Linked DNA regions of Zea mays: region 2 is linked to region 1. The links are chromatin contacts, called in public Hi-C maps. All regions are on one chromosome and are shown on one strand. The core of a region is the stretch at or near the end of the contact, and the rest is flanking DNA. Distances in the headings are between cores, read along the strand shown.

Region 1 (5,070 bases), core at 810-3,309:
GTCTTAAGTACTAAGGGTGAATCTTAGAACCCAGAGCAACTTTACTTTTAAAAGCTACATCAAAGTGGAAGAATCACTAGAGGAGATGGATAAACCTCAAAACCCTAAATTAGAGCTCAAAAGTGAAATCTGAGATCTGGCCATAGGTTGCCAAAATTCAAAATACCAAAGTTATAGAGTTTCCAAAACCAAGCAACTTTCATGTGTTGAGATTTTCAAGTTTTGAAGAGAAATTTGGAGTAATTTGCAGATTTCAAATTTGATACAGTTTTGGTTCAGTTAAAAACAGTTTGATTTACCTATTTCTGGACCCCTGTATGTTTTAATCTGGGGGCTTTTAGCAAAAGGTTGCTATAGTAAACTTGTAGAGTAACTATAGGAGAACAACTTTTATTAAGTGTTGAAGCTCTAAATCTATATGGAACCGGTAGAAAAAGGAGCCTAAAGATGCAGTGTTCAGTTTGGAAAATCAGACTTAAGATAAAAATTCAGTCCTGCTGATTTTTCAGTCTGAAGCAGATTTGGGATACTCCTTAAGGGCTGATCCATGTAGTTCTGGGCTATGAGTGCTGTACCAAAGTGGAAGCCCATACTTTGGTGTGAAAGTTTGATTAAGGGTAATGCCACTAAAACCAGTTGGAACTGACAGTAACAGTAGTTCAAATATTCAATGTGCTAAATCTGAATTCAGACTTAGTCTTATTTCAGCACACAGACATTGTGTGTTTGGCTCAACTTTGGAGCTCTCTAGTGCTTGATCCTTGGAGTATTAAGACATACCTTTTATAGAAAAGTTGAAGAACATATATTGGTGTGCAAGTTTTCTTAAGGGAGGATGGCTTGGTTCTACACAAAAATCACAGAAAAGGGTGCCTAAAGATGGGTTGTCAAGTTCTTAGAGTTTTCAGATTATAAATAGTGAACAGATTTGAGTTTCAGTATTTGGCTCTACTTTGGAGCTGTGTGGTGCTTTTTTTAGGCAGTGTTGAGCTGAAATCTTTATAACAAAATGGTGATCATCTTTAAAGGAACAAATCCCCTTAAGTAAGTTGGGTTTGATTCAACACAAAGGTAAAAAAAAGTTGTCTAAACGTACCCTGTCAGGCTGTGTAGTTCCGGTTCAGTTGTAGTTAACTGAATATGGATCATGTGAATTTCAGCCAACTTTGGAAGGCTATAGTTTGTGATTTTTATATCCTTGACCCTGAAAATCTATAGTAAACTTATAGACCTATAGATAAGGAACAAAGTTGCTTGAGGGATATAGGTTTGTCCTTGTTTGGAAAAATGGAGAAAAGAAGTGATAAAGTTGTTATTGCAATAGGACTGAAACAAATCGGTATGGTTTCAGAAATAAAAAGGGGGGGGGGGGAATCACGTTGGATATTTTCACTGCCCAAAGTTGGGAACGCTGAAACTGACGGTAAAGTGGGGATCGGGGCCACTTTGAACTGTTATAGTGTTGTTAAAAATCGACTTCAGATTTGTGGTAGTAATCTGATAATGCTAAGCTGGGAAAAACATGGTTGGCCGGCTAAGGCTTTATTCGTTTCATCCCTAATTCATGAGGATTGAGGGGGATTAGAGTGGATTGAGTGAGATTTTAACTTGTAGGGGATTCAATCCCTCTCAATCCCCGTAGATTTGATAAAAACGAACATGGCCTAAGTGGGTCTGCTACCGTTAGGAATTCTTGAGAAAACTGGGCGTGAAAATCAGGGGTTCAGTCAAAACCAAACAATGAAAAGAAATTCAGAGCTAATCAACTATTAGCATACTGCTGTAAAAAAAGATCTAGTGAAAAGATGTTATCCCACTCAATGCCAGCTGTTTCTAACTCACGTGAGGATGTGTATGGGAATTGAACGGCTGCTACTAGTGGATAACCTTGTGGTACAAATATCTGCCAAAAAAACAAAAGAAAGAGGGGGAGAAAAAATCCAAGCCGGTGAACCTTTTTCCAGTAAATTCTACGTGAGGAGAGGTGTCGAGCAGGTCCAGCTTCACTGTATGCTCGCGTTGACGTGGTGTCCATGTGCCCTGGCGCGCGTCCAAGCTCCTGACGTGTTGCACCAGCTCGTTCGACTCCAGTGAAAAAAAACGCTGGGTATACGCCTGTACTCCCTCGGCATTATATCAGCTCGGTAAAAATGCTAATGGTCTCCCTGGCAGAGGCGGATCCAAGGGTGGGGCAAAGGGGGTCATGGCCCCACCTCAATTTTTATATGCTATTATACCTAGATTTAGATATACATCAAAATAAAAAAACTTTTATATAGTAGGTACAACCAAATCTAATAAAACCTAGTTTTAATCTAACTTTTTCTCGACAGTTCATTGCTCAGCCCGCTCTCCATACAAATAGTTTGATTCCTTCCTCTAGCGGCTAGCTACTCGACCTACTCGTGGCTCGATTGCTCCTTCGATCATGACTGGATCGGTAGTGGGTGACCAGACCCGTCCGCTACCAGTGTCACCTTGTCTTCTCGTCACTCGTTAGTTCATCGCGTTGTCGGGATCCCACACGCAGCGCCACTACTTTGCCTCCTATTCCACATCGACTGGTGGGCAAGCTATTGGTGGGATCCTGCCTTGGCACCATGGTGCCACCACCATCTGCCCTCACTATGCCACCAGGGTCCCACCACGTCGTCGCAATGCAACAATTGTTGTCGCTTGCCACTGCCTATAGCCGCTTGCCCTCGCTGCCCCTCGCATGTTGCTGCCTCATCATCGCCATCTCAAGGCAGACACACCACAATGACGCGTCGATGTGGCCGCTTCACCCGCCACTGATTCTGTAGGGTGGCCAAAATGGTTTTCTGATATTCATATCATTTTAGAACGCTCCTAGTATTATCACCTGACCTTGTTATTATCATGAAGCTATTTTTATCTAGTCGTCTAGTATCGTGGTTTGTCTCTTATGGTGTCGCCCCACCTAAAATTTTGTTCTGCGTCCGCCACTGCTCCCTGGTCCTAGCCAAACTGAACATATGCACAAATAGCTCCACTTTCGTGTTTGTATTCACCTGCTCGCTTTGCTGCCTCTCTGCCGGTGTTCGTTGGGCATCGCCGTCCCTGCCACAAGTGCTGTGTCGCTGGTGTTCCACCTCGCCGTGGCCAGCAGACCATAAGGGTTTCGAGGTGATTGTGTTTGCGTTTCCAAGTTACATAGTGTCCGTAATACTCATGGGGTGCTTTCTTTAAACTCTACGGCATGTTGTGCACCGGAACAGGAGGTGCGCCGCCGGACTTTAGTGTCCATCATTGTTGGTGAATCTGTGACTTCCGTGGTCTAGCTGCTGTTATAGCATACGTGCATGTTCTTGAGGATATGATGAGCGTTGTGATGCCCTTCCTTGCGTATAAGATAGTTGTTTCGGTCGCCTTGACCACAGTTCGCTGGTGCTGGTACCGGACTGTGTCGAGGACTTCCTATTGTAGATTCAAGGAAAGGGAGGGGCATTGATGCTAATGCCTACGACACATAGGAGTAGTAGCAGAAGTTCGGGTGTAGTTAGTTTAAATTATAGGGTGTTTATTTCAAAATGGAGACGTCGACCGTAGAGCTTATTCGTGGGCGCAGTTTTCTGATGGACAGTGGGACGCTATGGTGGTTGTCAGCCCATTCCAGCTCCCTGATTTTCTTTAATTTGTGCCTTGATAACTAGTATGGTCCGCTAAAAATCAAGGAAAAGTGCCAAAAATTTCGACCCAAATTTTACAGAGTGTGCAGAATGAGGTAATTCATGTAAATGAATTAATAGGATTTTTTTAGCAACCAGAAAAATTTGGTCATATAAAAGTACCCTTAGAAGGCTTAAAAGAATTTTAGAATTAAAACTATAGGTCCAAAAATCATAGAAATTTGTGAGAAGTTTTGATACCTTTAGAATAGCTCCTAATCAAAGTTTGAGCCTGGTTGGAATTTATTAAATTAGAAAACCAGAAACTGACTGAGTATAAGGATTTAAAACGCCCTAATCCTTAATACTAATTTAGGGTTGGATCAAACTTGAGTCACACACACTGTCAAACATCAATATCAGCAAGCTTTAGAGTATATGTTCTATGATACTTTAAAGTAGATTTAGTTTGACCATTTTAAGCCAACATTAGGTAACCTAAAACTATAGGTATAATAACTATATGCTTACTTAAGAGTAATTACGCATTCCACCTCTCCCTTGTGAGAGTTTGCATAGCATCTCCTTACATGAGCATTTATATACTTCGAATTGACTTGTAGAGCACCTCGAAGAAAAAGTTGAAGTAGAAGTGGAAGCGGAGCCTTTTCTTCCATCGGAACCTTCTCCAACTGAGGTTGTCACTGAAGGTCCTCCAGAAGGTGCCCCATTTGGATTTGCTGCTAACTGTAATATCCTGGTAGAAGAACCCGACTCTCCTCGCCAAGGCAAGCCCCGGTGCATTTGCCCCTTCCTTGTGTTTTAAATGTTTTATCACCTTAAATGATGCATTAGGTGATAGGAGTTGTGTGATGAACAATTGATGCATTACCATTCCTTGGAAACTCCTTAATCCCTGTTTTATAAAGAGAACTGATATTGCTTAGCCTTGCTTAGAAACTGAAAAATCATTTGTTTTCAAAAAGAATGATTGTGGAACATTGGTTATGGGCTTTTTTATTCAAAAATCAAAGCAAACTAAGGTGATGACTCCACTTCGGCCGGAGTGGGTTCATTATTGGAAAAGAGTACCCCTGCCGGGTGCCAAAAATGGGGAAATGGTTAATAAATCTAGACCAGGCGCTAAGCAGACAGAGTCGCCCGTCTGTGTCGATTAAGGATCGTATCGTTGACTGGCCTGTTGTGGTTGAGACTTTGCAACTAGCCACATACCCTGGTATGGGACAGGGTAAGCTTGAACCCGGCTATTCCATACGTGAAGAGACAATCGCACACTGGGAGTGGAGAGATGGCGAGAGTAGCATGTACCCTCCTGGCACAGCGCACGCCTGGTAGGTAATGTGCTCTCGGGTGGCGCGGACCTATTCATGTAGTGGACTCTATGGGAACGGTTGATATATGCAAGGGTTGAGTGCTACAT
Region 2 (5,130 bases), core at 583-3,082, 180 kb before region 1:
TTTTGTGCCGAGAATCTCACAATCTCCCCATATGCTGATATCTGATTTCCCAGAAACCGTAGAAACCAAACGCCGCCAAACTCTCCTGGCCTCCATCCCATCAGTCACCTCTGGCTCTCTGAACTTTACAGTTTATACCCCCACAACAAGGGTGGTCTATCTGACAAAGCATCTGTATAAAGTTCCAAGCAGGTGTCACCTGTCTTGTAGCAAAGAATATATAGAGGTAAATTTTATAAGGTCGCAGCATCCAGTTTAGCACCTTCTTTTTTTCATTTTCACAATTCACAAAGAAGCTCAGAGGATTTCTATTAGCATAACCTCTCTTTACTTTTTTGTGTGTACATGCTCATCAAGACAGAACAAGAGTAGACACTGAGTGAGATGCCAAACTCTTCGTGTTGTCAAATAAACTCCTTGCATAAGTGTTTTTCGTTAACTAAACCCTTGAGCATTAAGCTGCACAGACACAGTTCAGGACAGACCTTCTTAGCCTCAGTGTCCCACCTAAATTGTTTACAAACATAGGCACCGACTTAAACAACTCTACCCCAGCACCACAGTAATCAAAATCCGAAAATGCTCTGAATTACACCGGGTCTCTTATCTCCACGGCAAGAATGGCCGACAGAGAAAGTCATGGCACGTGCTCCGTGAGTCTGGTCCCTTTCCACATCTGACCTACTCCTGTTTCAAGTCAAGGGATAGGGAAATAGCTAGAGGTGAAAACGGTCGGAAACGATCGGTAAACATTAAAACCATTTTCGTTTTCATATTTTTCCTCGGAAACGAGATCGAAAACGGTAACTCCGGAAACGAAAACGACATCGGTAATTCGGAAACATCGGAAATGAAAGTTCGGTACGAAAATTACATCGGTTACGATCGGAATCTAAAATTCGATCGGTAAAAACTTTAACATGTACCCTCAATTGACTTCAAAAAATCACGCAAGTCATACATTCATATAAAATTAGTAGTAATATATAAGGTAGGAGGTCACAATAAATATATAAGGTAAGAAGTATAAAATAATAAAATCATTATTATGCATTTAAATAAAGTAGAATCAAGATATGTATAATAATATGACACTGACATTCTATTTGTACCCACACTACTTGGCATAGTCAATATAGTTAGTGTCCTCTTAGTCCTTCTTAAGTTCTTGTGCAAATTATGAATATATGTATCAAGAGTAATAATAGATAAGAAAACATAAATAAGATTTATAAAAATTTCAAATGATTCTAAACTATATATCGTTAGATAGATCTTGATTTTCGAAAAATAATAAAATTAGTTTCACATTTTTCTAAGCTAAGATGAATTTATTATGAATTTATAAAGGTCAGTCCAGATTTAATATTTTTCTGAAAAATACCGAATTTATTACCGACGGTAAAATACCGGATAAAAACGGTAATTTCCGGAAACGGTCGGAAAAGGACTAAACCGTTTCCGTTTCCGATTCCGAATTTTTCTACCGATTCCGTTTCCGGATTTTCGGTAACCGTTTCCGTTTCCGTTTAGACCTAAATTTCGGTAAAACTTCGAAAACGATTCCAGGTATCCGAAAATTACCGTTTCCGTTTTCATCCCTAGAAATAGCCACATACATAACTGCACTGATCGGATGCCGCTCGTAGTCGGAGACCAATCTATTCTCCTGGACTTCTCTTGTTGCTAAATCCATTCTCTTGGACGTTGCAAAAAGGGGAAAAAAGAAAGAATATCACGTTCCTCCTTTCACGAGGGAAGGGAGGATTAGCGAGGTCCATGTCAGCGGCATGCTGGGCCAGAATACATGCAGCAACCACGACCCCCTTCGTGGGCTTTCTTCCCCCGCAGAAAAGGCCCAACCCAGACTGACGAGCAGTTTCGCAGTGATCAGTTGGTCAAAAGTATATACGAAACAAACGAAGAGACGCCTGTCCAACCCGCCGACTCCGATGCAATGCGAACCTGTCCAACCCGCCGACGCTCGGACGCCTCACGCAGTCACGCACAAGCCCACACCCACCACCGGCAAACGGCAAACCGCGCGCGCGCGGCACAGATGCAGAGCAGAATGCAGATGCACCACGTTGTAGCAGACCGCCGGCGGCGTTACGTGGAAGCGGTCCCACGAGGCCTTCTCGTGGTGCTGCCCGCGACAGCGGCAGCGGCGACCATGGCGAATGGCCACGGACACGGACACGGCAGGCGCAGGGCGCTCGTTGCCACCCTTGGCGGCTCCCGGAGACGTGGTGGCCTTCCGCTACACCCCGAGGCAGCGCATGCGGTTGCGAGACTCGCTTCTGCGTTCCTCTGCTACTGGCTTTGCGCCATAGTGGGCGTGTTTGTATCACATGCCGATACTGCTCTGTGAGGCCAGAACAGAGCGAACGGTGTAAGACGACCTCATCATGTGAATAGTGGATCCGACATGTGTGGTGTACTGTGGCATTCTGCAATGTATGAGACTCGACGACTTGATTCACGAAAAAGTAATGCCATACGGCTATGTTGATTCCTCACCGCCCCACTCATCCCCACCCCACTACCGCAATCAGAGGCTTTGCCGAGTGTTGGCTTCTTTGCCGAGTGCCTTTTGTCGGGCACTCGGCAAAAAAGCTTTGTCGAGTGCCGCACTCGGTAACGTTAGGCACTCGACAAAGACAACTTTGTCGAGCGCTGAACACTCGGCACAGAACGGCACTCGGCAAAGACAACTTTGCCGAGTGTCAAACACTCGGCAAAGTGGGCTCTCGGCAAACGGCCGTCAGCGGCCGTCCCAAAGCTGACGGCCGTTAGTCTTTGCCGAGTGTCATCCTTTGGCTCTCGGCAAAGAGATTCTCTACCGAGTGCCACATAGTAGGCACTCGGCAAAGCATACTTTGCCGAGTGTCGTTCCTGGACACTCGGCAAAGTATATTTTTATTTTTTTTATTTTGTCTCTCGAAATTTTTGTGGTATGTTCCTACACTATGTAGACCTACATGTATCATTTGTGGACAATTTTAACAGAGTTTTCAATCGTTAGTAGATTTAGTTCGTTTATTTGAATTTCTTCGGAAAATTTAGATTTGAACTGTAGGTCACTCGAAACTTGGAAAACCGTGCATGCAAAAATGATATTCATGTTACTTAGCATTAGTTACGACCGATTCCAGGAGCGGACCAGAAACTTCGAGCAACATGCTCACTAAACATGGCCGTGAACTTGCCATACACATGTTTAAAAATTGTATAAAACACAAACAAAGTCAAAAAATCCTGAAACTTGTCCACGTGTCATGATATCATATGTACAGGCTGCGATAAAAATTTTAGAATATTTGGAGAAAGTTGTGGGACACTATTTGTAGAAACCTAGGAGAACTACACATTGAAACTCTATGATTTCATGTGTAGTTCTCCTAGGTTTCTACACATAGTGTCCCACAACTTTCTCCAAACATTCTAAATTTTTTATCGCAGCCTGTACATATGATATCATGACAAGTGGACAAGTTTCAAGATTTTCTGACTTTGTTTGTGTTTTATACAATTTTTAAACATGTGTATGGCAAGTTCACGGTCATGTTTAGTGAGCATGTTGCTCGAAGTTTCCGCTCCGCTCCTGAAATCGGTCGTAACTTATGCTAAGTAACATGAATATCATTTTTGCATGCACGGTTTTCCAAGTTTCGAGTGACCTACAGTTCAAATCTAAATTTTCCGAAGAAATTCAAATAAACGAACTAAATCTACTAACGATTGAAAACTCTGTTAAAATTGTCCACAAATGATACATGTAGGTCTATATAGTGTAGGAACACACCACAAAAAGTTTGGTTGCAAAAAATAAAAAAAAATAAAAATATACTTTGTCGAGTGCTGTCCAGTTAACACTCGGCAAAGACAACTTTGCCGAGTGCCTGTCCTTGGGTACTCGGCAAAGTGTGTACAACACATCTTTGCCGAGTGCTCTACAGCTAGCACTCGGCAAAGGATACTTTGCCGAGTGCCTAAGATCCAGCACTCGGCAAAGACGACTTTGCCGAGTGCCCGAGATCCAGCACTCGGCAAAGTTTATTTTTTAATTTTTAAAAAATCTTTGCCGAGTGCCGGATCGCGGGCACTCGGCAAAGAACGTTTTAATACCGTTACATCGCCCGCACTCCCTGTCTCTCTCTCACTCTCACTTTCTCTCTTGCGCCAACCCGCCGTCGCCCGCCGGAGCGCCGCCGTCGCCCGCCGGAGCCCGCCCTCGCGCCCGCCTTCGAGCCCGCCGTCGCCCGCCGTCGCCCGCCCTCGCGCCCGCCTTCGAGCCCGCCGTCGCCCGCCGGAGCCCGCCGTCGCGCCCGCCATCGCGCCCGCCTTCGAGCCCGCCGTCGCGCCCGCCGTTCTTGCGCCACCCGCCGTCGCCCGCCGTCGCGCCGCTACGTACACGGTGACGCCCGCCGTCGCGCCCTCATGCATTTTATACATACCGTAACGTATTTCCCATCCATAAACGTGACGCTGCCGCATTGTTGCCTAGTGGCTTACACAAGAAATTAACTTGGGGGTGCTGAGAGCATGCATGGCGACGTCGCCGTCACTCATAGGACAGTAGATAGACGATGAAACAAACAACACTCCTAACTCCATCGATCAACCGGGGGCTAGGCTAGCTGATGGGGCGTCAATTCTGCTGTGCCATTAGGTTAGCAAGCAAACAGAAACAAGGGAGGAGGAGGAGGCGTAAGCGTGAATGGCGTCTCACATCCGGTGTGCGCGCGGTACGTCGCTGATGCCAACGCTCCACCTCCCCCTAACAGCGACGTAATAATCCCGTAGTTTATGCGGGGGCAGGTGCCCCTCTCGCGCACACGCACGTCACATTATCTGAGTATCATATTGTTTTGCACAAAGTGCTGGATCCCCTTTCACGTCTCGGTGGTTAGCCAGTCCCATGTGCCTTCCAGAACAATTTACTTGTTTGTTTTTTATATTTCACGGCTCGGTCTCTCTCTTTCTCTATTAAATGTGATTGTCGGCCATCGTGCCGTTGATATATGTGTGAATGTCAGCCATCGTGCTGTTAATTTTATTTGCAGGTTTTGGAAACCTCCCCCTGCAGGGGAGGTGCTGCCGAATTTTTTGTTGACATACTTGTTTATT

Evidence for each region. A called contact is a pair of places that touch in the nucleus more often than the background predicts.
Region 2: a Hi-C map of ear shows a contact between it and region 1, with 4 times the contacts expected there. The contact joins two enhancer-like sites. A contact is called at or near these places in 3 of 25 Hi-C or Micro-C datasets (ear and leaf).

The regions. Positions count from the first base shown.
Region 1 is chr1:23,505,665-23,510,734 of Zm-B73-REFERENCE-NAM-5.0, reverse strand. No RefSeq gene overlaps it. Among protein-coding and RNA genes, the nearest start is that of LOC103632328, 62 kb to the left of the region's middle. Within about 2 kb of position 2,059, at least 8 of the 20 cell types and tissues checked have an H3K27ac peak or open chromatin away from gene starts, as enhancers often do. A contact at or near this core is called in ear, where this site is marked.
Region 2 is chr1:23,686,498-23,691,627 of Zm-B73-REFERENCE-NAM-5.0, reverse strand. It overlaps the pseudogene LOC109943601. Among protein-coding and RNA genes, the nearest start is that of TRNAF-GAA, 4.5 kb to the left of the region's middle. Within about 2 kb of position 1,832, at least 18 of the 20 cell types and tissues checked have an H3K27ac peak or open chromatin away from gene starts, as enhancers often do. A contact at or near this core is called in ear, where this site is marked.